4 separate regions of the Mus musculus genome follow, and regions 1, 3 and 4 are each linked to region 2. Evidence: chromatin contacts called from public promoter capture Hi-C data. All regions are on one chromosome and are shown on one strand. The core of a region is the stretch at or near the end of the contact, and the rest is flanking DNA. Distances in the headings are between cores, read along the strand shown. Region 1 holds the start of Itgae (integrin alpha E, epithelial-associated). Region 2 holds the start of Derl2 (Der1-like domain family, member 2). Region 3 holds the start of Ncbp3 (nuclear cap binding subunit 3). Region 4 holds the start of Tax1bp3 (Tax1 (human T cell leukemia virus type I) binding protein 3).

What was found. Promoter capture Hi-C pulls out the DNA fragments that hold promoters and counts their contacts.
Region 1: a contact with region 2 is called in a promoter capture Hi-C map of hippocampal neurons, with 9 times the contacts expected there. The contact joins the promoter of Itgae here to the promoter of Derl2 in region 2. A contact is called at or near these places in 2 of 39 promoter capture datasets (cranial neural crest and hippocampal neurons) and 1 of 115 datasets of contacts at active chromatin or transcription factors (stem cell-derived neural progenitor cells).
Region 3: a contact with region 2 is called in a promoter capture Hi-C map of pre-B cells, with 4 times the contacts expected there. The contact joins the promoter of Ncbp3 here to the promoter of Derl2 in region 2. A contact is called at or near these places in 6 of 39 promoter capture datasets (the 3T3-L1 cell line, cranial neural crest, hippocampal neurons and 2 more), 1 of 484 Hi-C or Micro-C datasets (B cells), 1 of 115 datasets of contacts at active chromatin or transcription factors (astrocytes) and 1 of 9 other capture datasets (adipose tissue).
Region 4: a promoter capture Hi-C map of pre-B cells shows a contact between it and region 2, with 3 times the contacts expected there. The contact joins the promoter of Tax1bp3 here to the promoter of Derl2 in region 2. A contact is called at or near these places in 9 of 39 promoter capture datasets (the 3T3-L1 cell line, cranial neural crest, frontonasal cranial neural crest and 5 more), 1 of 484 Hi-C or Micro-C datasets (B cells), 1 of 115 datasets of contacts at active chromatin or transcription factors (astrocytes) and 1 of 9 other capture datasets (adipose tissue).

What each region holds. Positions count from the first base shown.
Region 1 is chr11:73,089,285-73,092,003 of GRCm38.p6, forward strand. It overlaps Itgae (integrin alpha E, epithelial-associated), which reads left to right and starts at 1,299. Exons shown (of 31, transcript NM_008399.3): 1 at 1,299-1,370. The coding sequence starts at 1,334.
Region 2 is chr11:71,017,902-71,020,899 of GRCm38.p6, forward strand. Derl2 (Der1-like domain family, member 2) reads right to left here and starts at 1,402. Exons shown (of 7, transcript NM_033562.4): 1 at 1,243-1,402; 2 at 411-476. The coding sequence starts at 1,335. It overlaps Mis12 (MIS12 kinetochore complex component), which reads left to right and starts at 1,710. Exons shown (of 3, transcript NM_025993.3): 1 at 1,710-2,288.
Region 3 is chr11:73,046,565-73,049,490 of GRCm38.p6, forward strand. Ncbp3 (nuclear cap binding subunit 3) reads left to right here and starts at 1,303. Exons shown (of 13, transcript NM_025818.3): 1 at 1,303-1,518. The coding sequence starts at 1,336.
Region 4 is chr11:73,175,706-73,178,742 of GRCm38.p6, forward strand. Tax1bp3 (Tax1 (human T cell leukemia virus type I) binding protein 3) reads left to right here and starts at 1,378. Exons shown (of 4, transcript NM_029564.2): 1 at 1,378-1,637. The coding sequence starts at 1,599. Emc6 (ER membrane protein complex subunit 6) reads right to left here and starts at 1,337. Exons shown (of 2, transcript NM_025318.3): 1 at 1,234-1,337; 2 at 1-1,046. The coding sequence starts at 998. The coding sequence ends at 666.

The sequences.
Region 1 (2,719 bases), core at 49-2,548, 2.1 Mb after region 2:
TGTGAAAAACAAAATAAAATTGATTTTCATGTAGTCATTAAGGCCATGTGGTTGTCTGCTTTTGCTAATACTATAATACTCCAGAATGTTCGCTTACATCTATGGAAGAATGAGAGGTTTGATGCCCAGCTTTTCTGAATTAAGATTAAGATTGCATATGCTCTAGAGTTCAGTTCTGTCCATACACTAACGTCATTTTAACGTGTCAGTTATTTGTGGCTGATAGCTCCAGTTGGACAGTTGGGTTCAAAGCAGCCCATCTTTGCAGAGAGGTCTTACCACATGGCCCAGGCTGGCCTTGAACTCAGTCTTCCCACCCTACACTCCTGAAAGCTGGGATCGTCCGAGGCTTACCTGTCCAGAGCTCTGCTGGGCTGTGCAGAATGGCTTCCTTCCCTCACTGCTGTGTGGGCAAACTTGATCATTGAGGAAATTAGTCTTTAGATATGACTGCCCCTGTTGGTAGTAGACTCTCCACCGCCTGGGCAGGGTCAGAGCTGGCTATAAAGGCCATGAGGTCTACCTCTTCTGTTAGGCTGGAAGCCCAGAGCTGTGAAGCTGTTACCCGCTTCAGACTTTGAAGACATTTGAACCACAACTGGATTGAAGCAATGACTTTAACTAATACATAGGGTCTCCATGCTCACCTGGTCCTCCACAGCCCTATGTGTTTAGTACAGGAGCAGACATAAGAGCCCAGTTCCTACCTGTGAGGCCACTTTCTATTTGAGGGGACCCAATATGGCTGGGGACTGACCCCATGAGTCTGACTGGGGAACATTTTGGATAGGACAGGCTGGAATTCACCTACGTGGACGACTTGCTCCTGCACCCCCTCTGTCTGCCAAAGACACTCAGAACGACCACCAGCCAAATCTTAGCTCACTCGTGCATGAGATGGTGAGTCTAGTGAGTGATGGAACTGGGCTGGCAATTGTCTTACGTTCCTAGGACCCAGCCCACAGCTATGGGTGAAGTCACGTGCTGGCCTTGTACAAGCTATGGTGGCTATGTCTACTTAAAAGTACCTCAGGAGCCGGGCAGTGGTGGTGCACACCTTTATTCCCAGCACTCTGGAGGCAGAGGCAGGTGGATTTTTAGTTCGAGGCCAGCCTGGTCTACAGAGTGAGTTCCAGGACAGCCAGGGCTATATAGAGAAACCCTGTCTCGAAAAACAAAAACAAAAAAAGTACCTGTGGGCCTGTGGTCCCTTATCTGTAGATGCTTCTGTCTCCACCTCCTGGCCTCCCCTGCAGGGGAAGGGAAGCTGAGTACTTTCTGAGGTCCTTCTGTGTCGCCCCACTCAGCTCACACAGCTGCATCTGCTCCAGCTATGAAGTGGCTCTTCCATACCCTTCTCTGCATGGCCAGTAAGTCAGTCTTACCCCCTGTCTTCAGATGCTATCATCTCTGTCTGCCTGGGCTCAGGATTAGTGGTTAGAGAAGTGATGGGCTTCCCTTGGGAAGAGCCTTTGCTCAGACAGAACTGCAGGTTTACTGGGGAGGACCTCTTCATTGTTGCTGGCCTCAGGCATTAGGGCTCTGCCACCCCCTTTCCCTCTCTATTCAGCCTCCCCTCACTCCGCCACATCCTCAGTTCTATGCCCAGTTAGTTCCCAGAGTGTGGGACCCAGTGATACCCTGTGCCACCCAGAAGAGGGCTCTTCTTTAATAGACCAGTTTCAGCTGCTGGGGATTGGAAGGACTTGAGAGAACATGAAGACTAGCAGGAGACTGGGGGTGAAACTCTACAGAGTGAATGTTGTGGGGGAAGCTGTTTCTTGTTCTGTGCTGTGGTGGAGGGGCAGGCATTTCTGCTGCCAGGGGATCCCATTCTGTCTTTAACCCTGAGTGGGGACTGCTTTTGGGACAAACTGCCCTGAGACCACCTTAAGATCCCAGAGACAAGATAGCATAATCAGCTGAACCCCCGGGGACTGCTCAGACAGGGCTCTAGTCTGAACTTACCTAGCCATCTAGGTCTCTTTTCTTGTTCATCTCTGGCAAGAGAATAGGTGAGTATCACACATAGTTACATAAGGGCAGGGAGCTGTAGCTATAGAAGCCAGTTCTTTGAAGGTATGAAGGAGCTGAGCCATCATAGGAGGAGAATGCAGGATGAGCACCCGCTATGAGCCAGAGCACCCGGAAGGCAAGCTAAACCCTGCTCAGATCATCAACGTTTTAGGGAATTTTGTTGTTGTTGTTGTTTGTTGTTGTTTTTCGAGACAGGGTTTCTCTGTGTAGTCCTGGCTGTCCTGGAACTCACTTTGTAGACCAGGCTGGCTTCAAACTCAGAAATTCATCTGCCTCTGCCTCCGGAGTGCTGGGATTAAAGGTGTGTGCCACCACACCCGGCGGGAAATTTTTGATATTTTAAAAAGACCTAGGGGAGCCAGTGAGATGGCTCAGCAGGTTAAGGCACTTTCTGCCAAGCCTGATGACCTGAATTCCGTTCTGGAGACCCACATAGTAAAAAGAGAGAGCTGGCTTGTCTTCTGTCCTCTGCATGATGCCATGCTCATGAGCACACACACTTATGTGCACAGACACACAAGCTTTGTTTTTTAAGCATTTGATAGTCACCATGGGAAGATAAAGTTGGTTGAACTATTTGTTATTTTGATTCCTAGACTTGTGTTTATTTCTGTTATCTACAGAGGGGGAAATGGGGTCTCACTCCCCACTTTTTTTAATCATAGCTCTGATGCCCCATCAT
Region 2 (2,998 bases), core at 152-2,651:
GGACTATGGCCACATTAGTTCTTAACTAGTTGTAGTCAAATATAAAATCTCAACACATCAAAGACACACTAAAAATTATGTTCTTAAGACAGTCTCTCTCTCTCTCTAGCTCAAGCTTATCCAGCACCTGCCATCCTCCTGCTTGCTCTGTCTGCACCTGGCTCCCCCCTGGCAACTCTAGTTTGGTATATAAGGAGTTCCCAAATACTTAGCAGCTCTCAAACCATTCTAGAGTCCAACCAGGCTGTGGAATGCCCTCTTTACATCTCAAAAAGACCTGTAATCAGAGATTCCCCTACTGGGTTATTTTTTTTGAGACTCTATTTCACAGGATTTACTACTTACTAAACGATACGAAAAAAAAAAAGATAATGAAAACATTAATCACAGTTGCTATATAGACCACTTACTTGAAAATGTTTAAAAATTAATTCAGGATTGAAGTATAACTGAAAAGGTGTGATCAATTCCAACTGCTGAAATGGAAAAAGAGCTTCTTGAAGCCGATCAACCGCAAAACAAAATTTCATCATGAACCACGAAGGATGAGTAGATCTAATCATTTCTGTCCCTTGGAATACATTTCTGTCTTGCTTGTGACAGCTGGTAAGAGATTCTTTAGAATTTGCACAACCGTTTTGTATAAACACACAATGTCAGTTTGATGTTGCAATATTTGAGGATGCTATAAGGCAGGCGGGTGAGCATATTTTAGAGACAAGCCAACAGCATCTTTTACAAATCTGTGCGTCACGTGGTCACCACCTCAGCTAGGTGAGACAACTCGGAATAAGGGGTTTAACTAAGACCCTGCTACCATTAGGGATAGGTACAAGCGGCCAGACACTTATATCCATAGGCCGTCTTTTGAAAGATGTTTCCAGATAGCTCGAGATTTCTATACTCAATATAATAGTCTGTGAACCTAGCGGACCTCACTCCCACTAGTCACCTGGACCTCTCAGACACATTTTTGGGTGGGCGGCTCCCGCACTTCTGATTCACTACAGGTCTGGATTTCATTTGTCTGAAACTGACCTGGCCCTTCACGAAGGGGCACACCCTTCTCAGGTCACTGGCTTGGCACCCTTGGGAATATCCCAAACCCTAGAGTCAGCTCCGGATGTCTCCACCCACCCCTGGGACCAGACCCACTGGGCTTCTCCGCGGCCCAAACCCGTTTTCTGAAGACGCAGTCATAGCTAGCCTGGAAAAAGAGGATGTGGCGCCACAGCTGCTCACCACGGCCGCGGTGGTGAGGACGCAGGCGGTAGTATAGGCGCGGCTGACCGGCGGGATCTGCAGGTACTCCAGCCGGAGGCTCTGGTACGCCATCTTTCCCACCGCGCCTGCCCCCCTTCCCCTTCCGCCAGTATGCCAGGCGGCGGGGCGGACTCAAAGCTGGCCTTCAGCCTACCCACTCCTGTCCAATCAGCGCTGCGTACTCGGACAGCCACCAATCGCTGGCGCCTTGGGGCCGCTCACCCACCAATCAAGAGTTGCGCCTCTGCGTCGGTCCATCCTTACTTCTCCGCCTACCAACGCAGAGAGAAGGACCAGTTCCGTCCGCCAATCCCTGCCGGCCACAGCTAGCTTTCCCTCCTTGTCGCCTTCCTTTTACCAATCGCAGTGGCTCCTTTTGACCCACGGCTAGCCAATCAGGAGTGCGATCCAGCCCGCCTTGGCGTTCGTTCGCAGAGGCAGGTCTCAGTCGATTCGGAGGAGCCGGTGTTACCGCCTTCTTCCAGCCGCTGAGTGTAGCTTGAAGGAAGTGGCGGGAAGCCGGTGTGGGGCGGAATCCATCACTCCCGGGATCGCTTCGGTAGGGGCTGTGTGCTCTCCGAGGAGGAGCGGAAAGGGCGGGACCGAGGAGTGGCGTCGGGGCGGCGGAGCGTTCTGTAGGGAATCCCTCCGGTCTGGCCGGCCTGGGTACGGAGACCTAGAGTTCCCGGCATGCATCGCGGCCGCGGGGTAGTACGGGAGCTGGAGCTGAAGGAAGCGCTTCCCGTTCTGCGGTTTCTGGGCCTTGTCTGTGGCGGTCGTAGGCTCTGAAGTCCATTACATTCGTCGAGACGGTGTGAGGACCTCTCATGTTTATCTTCAGCCGCAGGAACTCTAATCTAGCAGAGAAGAGACGGTAGATGAAGGGAAAGCGGAGGCGGTTCTTCAGGGATGTGTATTCGAACTGGCTCTGGAATCTGCGCCTACTGCATGCTTACTTGAAGGAAAGAAAATAGAATTAGATTGGGCTGGAGCAAAGACTATCCTGACCGTGGCAGACGTGTTCAGTAAGTTATAAAGAAGCTTTAAAAATTGTGGGACAAAAAAATGCGACCGTCAAGACTGGTAGGAACCAAGTAAAAAGTTGGAGAGAATGGCATTTAGAAGGAAGACTAGAAAGCTGAAAGTAGTTGAACCGACCTGTGGCTCCTAGCCACTCTGAAGGCTGAAGCCAGAGGATTTGTTCCATCCTGAAGTTCTAGGCCAGTGTGGACAACGTAGAATGGGAGCAAACACTGGGGAGTGGTCTTAGCAACTTGTTGGTAAAACTGCATCTTTATAGCTACTGCCTCATTATAGCATTGGCAGTGTCCAACAGAGAAAAGGCAACATTGGAACTTTTCTCAAAACTGGAAGTTTGGATGTAGGTATTTGGTTATGTAATCATGGCGCATCAATCCAGGAATGGTGAAAACTTGGAGGCAAAGTTAGAGTGCAAACTTAAGAGAATTATAGGGTGCAAGTGGTCAGTTGATTGGGTAATTTGTAACAGATGACCAATCTATTCAGATAATGAAAATACAGTCTTTAGGAAAGTCATCTCAATAGAAACAACATATGTGAAGGTGGAAGGTGGAGGTAGTTTCAGTGTCCAAACAGTATGCGAAGCCATATGGTCTTAGTCTTCAAAATACAGTGTGGGTCTGGGAATCTCGTGCTAGAGTGCGTACTGGTATGTACAAAGGCCCTGGGAATACTCTTAGCTCTATAGGGAAGA
Region 3 (2,926 bases), core at 53-2,552, 2.0 Mb after region 2:
AAGGAAAGAAAGGAAGGGGAACAGGAGAAAAGAAAATACAATCCATTGTTTTAACCCAATTTTGTACTTTGCATTGCAATCAATTGATGGTACCATTCTAAGGAATTCCATCTTGTTTGTCCCATGGTACAGACCCATTTCAAGAAAAGCTTGGATGTACAGTATCACCTCTTTTGGATCTTACAGCCGCACATAACTAGCTCATTCGGTCCTTATATTCTTCTGTGGAGGTGTGTCACTGTTCTATGTTCTGATGAAGGAACTGAGGTTCCGTGCCATGCCCAAAGTGACCTAGTGTATCTGAGTCTTGTGATTTTTTTTTCTGTTTTAGAATGATTTGCCTTTCTCTGAAAAGATTTTTAGGGGCTCAGATATATGGTCTTACCTATTCCTGGTTCAGATTGGGAGATAGGTCTAGAAAGGGCTAACTAAATATGACACAGGAGGAGACACAAAATCAGGACTCATGACAGACAAGAAGTCCCTTCTTCAAGTCTGAACAAGCCTTTCCTCTTTCCCAGCCAGACTCTTACTAGGAACATTTGCAGGAAATCTTGCTTGTGAGTCTCTGATGAGTAGAGCTCCCAGAAGTGACAAAATGGGTCTAAGCTCTGGTTCTGCCCTTTGGGTAGGTCACTGTGATCTTGAAGCACCCCTCTTCCCCTTTTAAGATAGGATCTTCTGTAGTTTAGGCTGGCCTCAAACTAGCAATTGCCCCTTGGTGTAATTGGGGGATAACCTTCAGCCCCTAGTCCTCCTGCCTCTATCTCCCAAGTGCTGGGAATACAATCGTGTACCATCCCTTTCCAGTTTAAATGTAGGCAGGGTTTTACCTTGGATCCCTGGATGGCCTGGAACTTAGAGATGTGCCTGCCTCTGACTCCTGACTGCTGGGATTATAGGCATGTAACCCCTACACTGGGCCCTAGTTTAAAATTTTGACCACATAATATGGCTCAATTACTGGAAGACTTGACAGAGCCAAAGCTTACTACGGAAATAACTTTGTAAACGCTCAGATTGCCTAGATGATAGATCGCGGTAACCGCTCAGCAGTTCTTAGAAGTATAGTCCTCAAAGTGCAGGTATTTTGGAACCTCAGACGACGCTCCACCTCCATCACTGCTTCGTCCCGCCCCCTACCCCGCGAAGTCCCGCCCCAAGCCGGCCCCAGGTTCCTAGGTCACCAAGGGGGCGCCAGAGATAAGGACAGCTTTCTGGTAGAAACAGACGACGCTCTAGGTGATAGCGGTGCTCCTCTGTGGTCATCGGCGACGGCGCTCTAGGCGGCGGGAGTGAGGGGCGGGCTTTCGGTGGTGCGGCCGGCTGGCAGCTATGGCGGCCGTCCGCGGCCTGCGAGTGTCTGTGAAGGCGGAGGCCCCCGCTGGGCCGGCTTTGGGGCTTCCGTCGCCCGAGGTGGAGTCCGGTTTGGAGCGTGGCGAGCCGGAGCCCATGGAAGTGGAAGAAGGCGAGCTGGAAATCGTGCCGGTGCGGCGCTCCCTAAAGGAACTGCTCCCGGTACGGGCGAGAGGGGCGGGGGCTGAGGAGGTCGCCGGGCGGGTGTCCCTGGAGAGTCAGGGAAGGTGGCGGACGGCGGCACTGGCGCAAGTCCGGGAACGCGGGAAAGGGGCGCGAGCGCCGAAAGGCGGGGGCCGCGCATGACCCGGAGAGCGCCAGAGAGAAAGGACGCCGGGGCGCCCGGAAATGGGTGCAGAGAGCGCTGGAGAGGCGGGGGATCTCGGAGAGAGTTGGGGACACCCCTCTCGCTGCCCCTCGGTGGCCCCGAACGGAATCAGCTGTGTTTGGTTGGAGATAAAAAGGAGCCGCGGGCGGGAACAGAACCTGAATCAGCCCTCAAAGAAAGTGTTAGGTGCCGCCGGCATCCAGGTCTCCTGGTGGGTCCTCCTTCCCCGGCCGAGTTGGTGTCACTTAAACCAGCTCTCTTCGCTTGGGAGGGCTAGACCTGTCAAACAGCAGACACTCGTGTGTTGGTATTGTGGATGAGGGTCCTCACGTCCCCGCACCTTCACTGCGTCTACTCTCGGTGGTCCCAGCTTCTGACACACAGTGACATTTGATCTTTCTTTAACCACAGTGGGTCTGAGGAGTGTTTTGCCTGTGGTTTGGTAGTCACATGCCCCTTCTTAAAGCTGGTCTGAGGCCTGGATAGCTCGGTTTTCACATACAACGTGAACTCCCTGCGCCCCCTCCTTTAATTACATGATAGCAGCTTGGTTTTACATTTGAAGTTATGAGTGAAGGCTAAGGTAGTGATGACAAATGACAATACCTTTGGTGACAACATCTATAGGTTATAGTGGATAGTGTATAGGTCAGGTGTTATCCATTCAGTCAGTTTAACATGTTTATATCACACACCTCTCTGTGTGCTGGTGTAATCCTAGGTGCTTAAGAGCGAACTCCCTCTTGGTGTTGCCCTAGTAGGGGAGACAAGTAAATAGTTCCCTTTTGTATTAAGTGCTACAAAAACAAACACACACACACACACACACACACACACACACACACACACACACCCTGTTAATAGGATAAAAAGCACAGTGGCCAGGAGGGATGTGAAGCAGTTGGTGTGTGTTGGGATGCACAGGAAAGTCCCTTGAGATAGTTAGATTCAACTTGAACCCCAAATGACAAAAAGGGGCCGACCATGTCAGTTGGAAGGGAGTAATTCCTAGCGGGGAGGACAGCAAGCTCAGAAGTCTTAGAGATGGAAACAGGATTGTTTTGTTGGAGAAATGTTGGATTGTCTTAAGCACGAGAACAGAAGTCAGAAAGACAGGTATTGTGGAGGAAAGCAAGGCCTGGAGATTGAATGCAGAGTCCAGGGTATCAGCTGCAGTCCTGAGACTTTAGTTCTGTTTTTATCCCCTCCTTTCTTCATTGTATTAGCCTGTATTTTTCCCAG
Region 4 (3,037 bases), core at 128-2,627, 2.2 Mb after region 2:
CATTTTTTGTTATAGGAAAGGCGACTGGCTAAACCTGGTGTAACTGGAACTTAGCTGATTTCACTCACGTGGGAAAGCAGTGGTTAGTGGGAGGGGGTGCTAGAAGAGGACTCTTACCCAATCCAGCAAAAGCAAACAGACTTGCAACTGGACCTCGGCCCTGCCCCCTTCCAGACGAGCCACTTCTGGCAGAGACAACTAACTTCTCTGTGCTTCAGGTTTTTCATTAACAGAAAGTTAGCAGTAACATCTCCATTGCTATGGCGAGAATGAAAACACACAATGCCGGTACACAGTGAAAGCTTAGTAACACGAACTGTTACCAGTTCTTAAGATGTTAACGTTAAATTCTCTCATGTATACTCTAGAGGTCCCTTTGGACTTACTAGGCGTTAAATCCAAAAAAATATACAGGCTGTGGCCTCGTACTTGCTCTCCAGGGAGCAAATCTTGGCGACTTCAAAGCTTGGCTAAGCAAGGAACGACAAGGTGTCACACTTCATTTAATCTGAAGAATAATATTACAGGCTCTGTCTTCAGATATAAATTATAACAGTACAGAACAAGCAGCGAATTCCAACAATTTAAAATCTAAGTAAGTCTACCCGGTGTTAATTCTGGCAAGAGCCTTGCCGATCTGTTTTAAAGTCACCCCTGCCCTCATTTCAGTAGACGTGCACCATGCCATAGAGGAAGGTCCAAAAGAGGACGTAGGTGAAGAGGCCTCCAATGAGGCCTCCCGTAAAGAGAGGTCTTCGTGACTTAAAATATTTGTTCCACCTCCTTCCCGCTTTGAGAATGAGGAGCAGGGAGAGCAGGACGGAGGCAAGCAGGTAGAAGATGAAGCCGTAGAGGCCGGTGAGGCCGAGGATGCCGGCGGTGGCCCCGGACAGCGCTGACACTGAGGTCCGGCAGTAATCCAGGACCGCGGCGTTGCCTCGCACGGCTGCCTCGCTGATGAACGGCGGCCCTTCCCGCTTGGCCACCACCGCGGCCATCGCACCCGCCGGGGCTCCGCTTCTGCCTTCACGCCGACTCACGCGGAGCTGTGGAGAAAACCGAGTTACAAGTGGAGCCCGAAGCCTGGCGAGCTGAGCGCACGGCGCCTCCTCCCCCTGGGACCTCCGACGCCGTGCTGGGGGCCTCTGACCTCCACTGCACGCCGAAACTGAGGCTCGGGCCGGCCCGGGACAGCAGCACATCAGCACACGCCCGACAGGCTCGCGGAGTTACCTGAGACGCCGCGGCACACAGTCCCTCGTGTTCCCTCAGACAGGAAAAAGCGGAGAGTCCCGCGCCGCCATCTTGCGCTGGAGGCTGCTGGGAGGGCTCGGTTTGCGCAGGCGCACAAACTCCGCCCCACCCTCCTACGCTTGCGCCTCGGGCGCTCTCCCCTCCCGCCCCACTTCAGCACACAAGTCCCGGGACTCCGGAAAGCCCAACAGCGCTCCAGATGCTGATTGGCTAGAGACTTCTTAAGTATTCATGAGGGGGCGGGCTGAGCAGGGCTGCCCTTTGTTAACCAGGGAGGGCGCGGCCGCGGGCATTCTCGCTGGGGGTCTCACCGGGCGCTGTCTCCTTGACAGATTTCGGTCGAAATGTCCTACACCCCGGGCCAGCCTGTCACCGCCGTAGTGGTGAGTGCGCTTGCGCGGGCTCCTTCTCCTCTTGGCTCACCCCCATTTCGCAGAGCGGCAAACTGACATCTAGACAGGCTGAGAAAGTATAGGACCCGGGGCTCCTGCGTATATTCCGGTGGCCGTTTCTGCTTAACAGTGCTGCAGCCTTCCCTGGCCTGGAGAGGTGGCTGGGACCTAAGAGCCTCCCGGGACCCTGGGCAGAGGCCAGATCCTGTGCACTGCCGCCGTCGGGTGGATACCTTTTACTAGGCGCAGACCGGGAGGACGTAGGAGAAAGGCTGGTCCGCGGGAGTGTTAGAAAACTCCCCTGCCCTGGGCCTCCTGTCCCCAGCTGGGCGGCCGTGGGGGGCGGGCGCCGATGTCCTGTGAGTCGCAGCCTCTGGAATGAGGAAGCGTTTCCTCTGCTCCAGCCGGCACACTGCCGCCGCCGCCGCCGCCGCCGAGCCGTAGGAGATTTAGGGGGTGGGGCTGGCCAGAGTTTGTGCATCCCCCTTCCCGCTTCTCATCCGGCCTCGCTGCTCTTGGGACAGACCCCTCGAGAGCTAAGGCTTGGTCTTCTGAACTTTTTAGGGTACTCAGCCCTTGATGCTTAGTGTTTGTCCTGTGCATGACACTTAAGCTTCTAGACCTTTCCAGGGCCTCCTTCTCGGTTTGTCTTGTGTATCAATCAGGTGTATTTGAATAGGCAACAGGATGGAGGGGTAGATGTTACAGTCTGATGGGGGCGCTGGCCAACCCTGAGCAGCTGAATCCCAAGAGAGAAGCATCAGTGCCCAGTTTCCTAAAAGGAAGCTTTTAGGAAGGACACAAATCACTCCCCAGACAGGGCCTTACTCTTAAGCTTAAACTGGCCTTGAACTTCTGGCAGTACTCCCTTCTTAGCCTTCCAAGTGTTGGAGTCACAGGTGTGACTTGTGTCCACAGTCCTGGAACTGTAGGGATGGGCCTTGTTAGATGGGTGTGTTGGAGGGTGGGGGCAACAAAGCTACTGATAAAGGTGGCTTGGGAGGGTGAGCTTCCGGCTAGGATATCCCAGTTTTTACTCAATTTGTACCAGCCTGATTTTTCTAGGATCCTTCACTGGCTGCCCCAGAAAGATCATCGAGTTTGACCCTATCTGGAAAAGGAGGGTGTAATTAGGACCTAGGGAGAGCCACTTTGCTGCCTGACTTCTCCCTTAAGTTAGGGCTTTGTCTCTTTTTGGACCTTGCTGGTGGAAGTGAAGGAAGGTGTGTGTGGGAGTAAGCCTGGAGGAGCTTACACTTTTGGACAGGAAGCCCCAGGTGAAAGGACCTTAGGCATCGAGGTTTTCCACCCTCTTCCGTCTTGGCAGGAGAGTCAGAGTCTTCCTTAAAGCTGTAAGACCACAGTCCTCCAATCCTAATGCCAGGTGCATG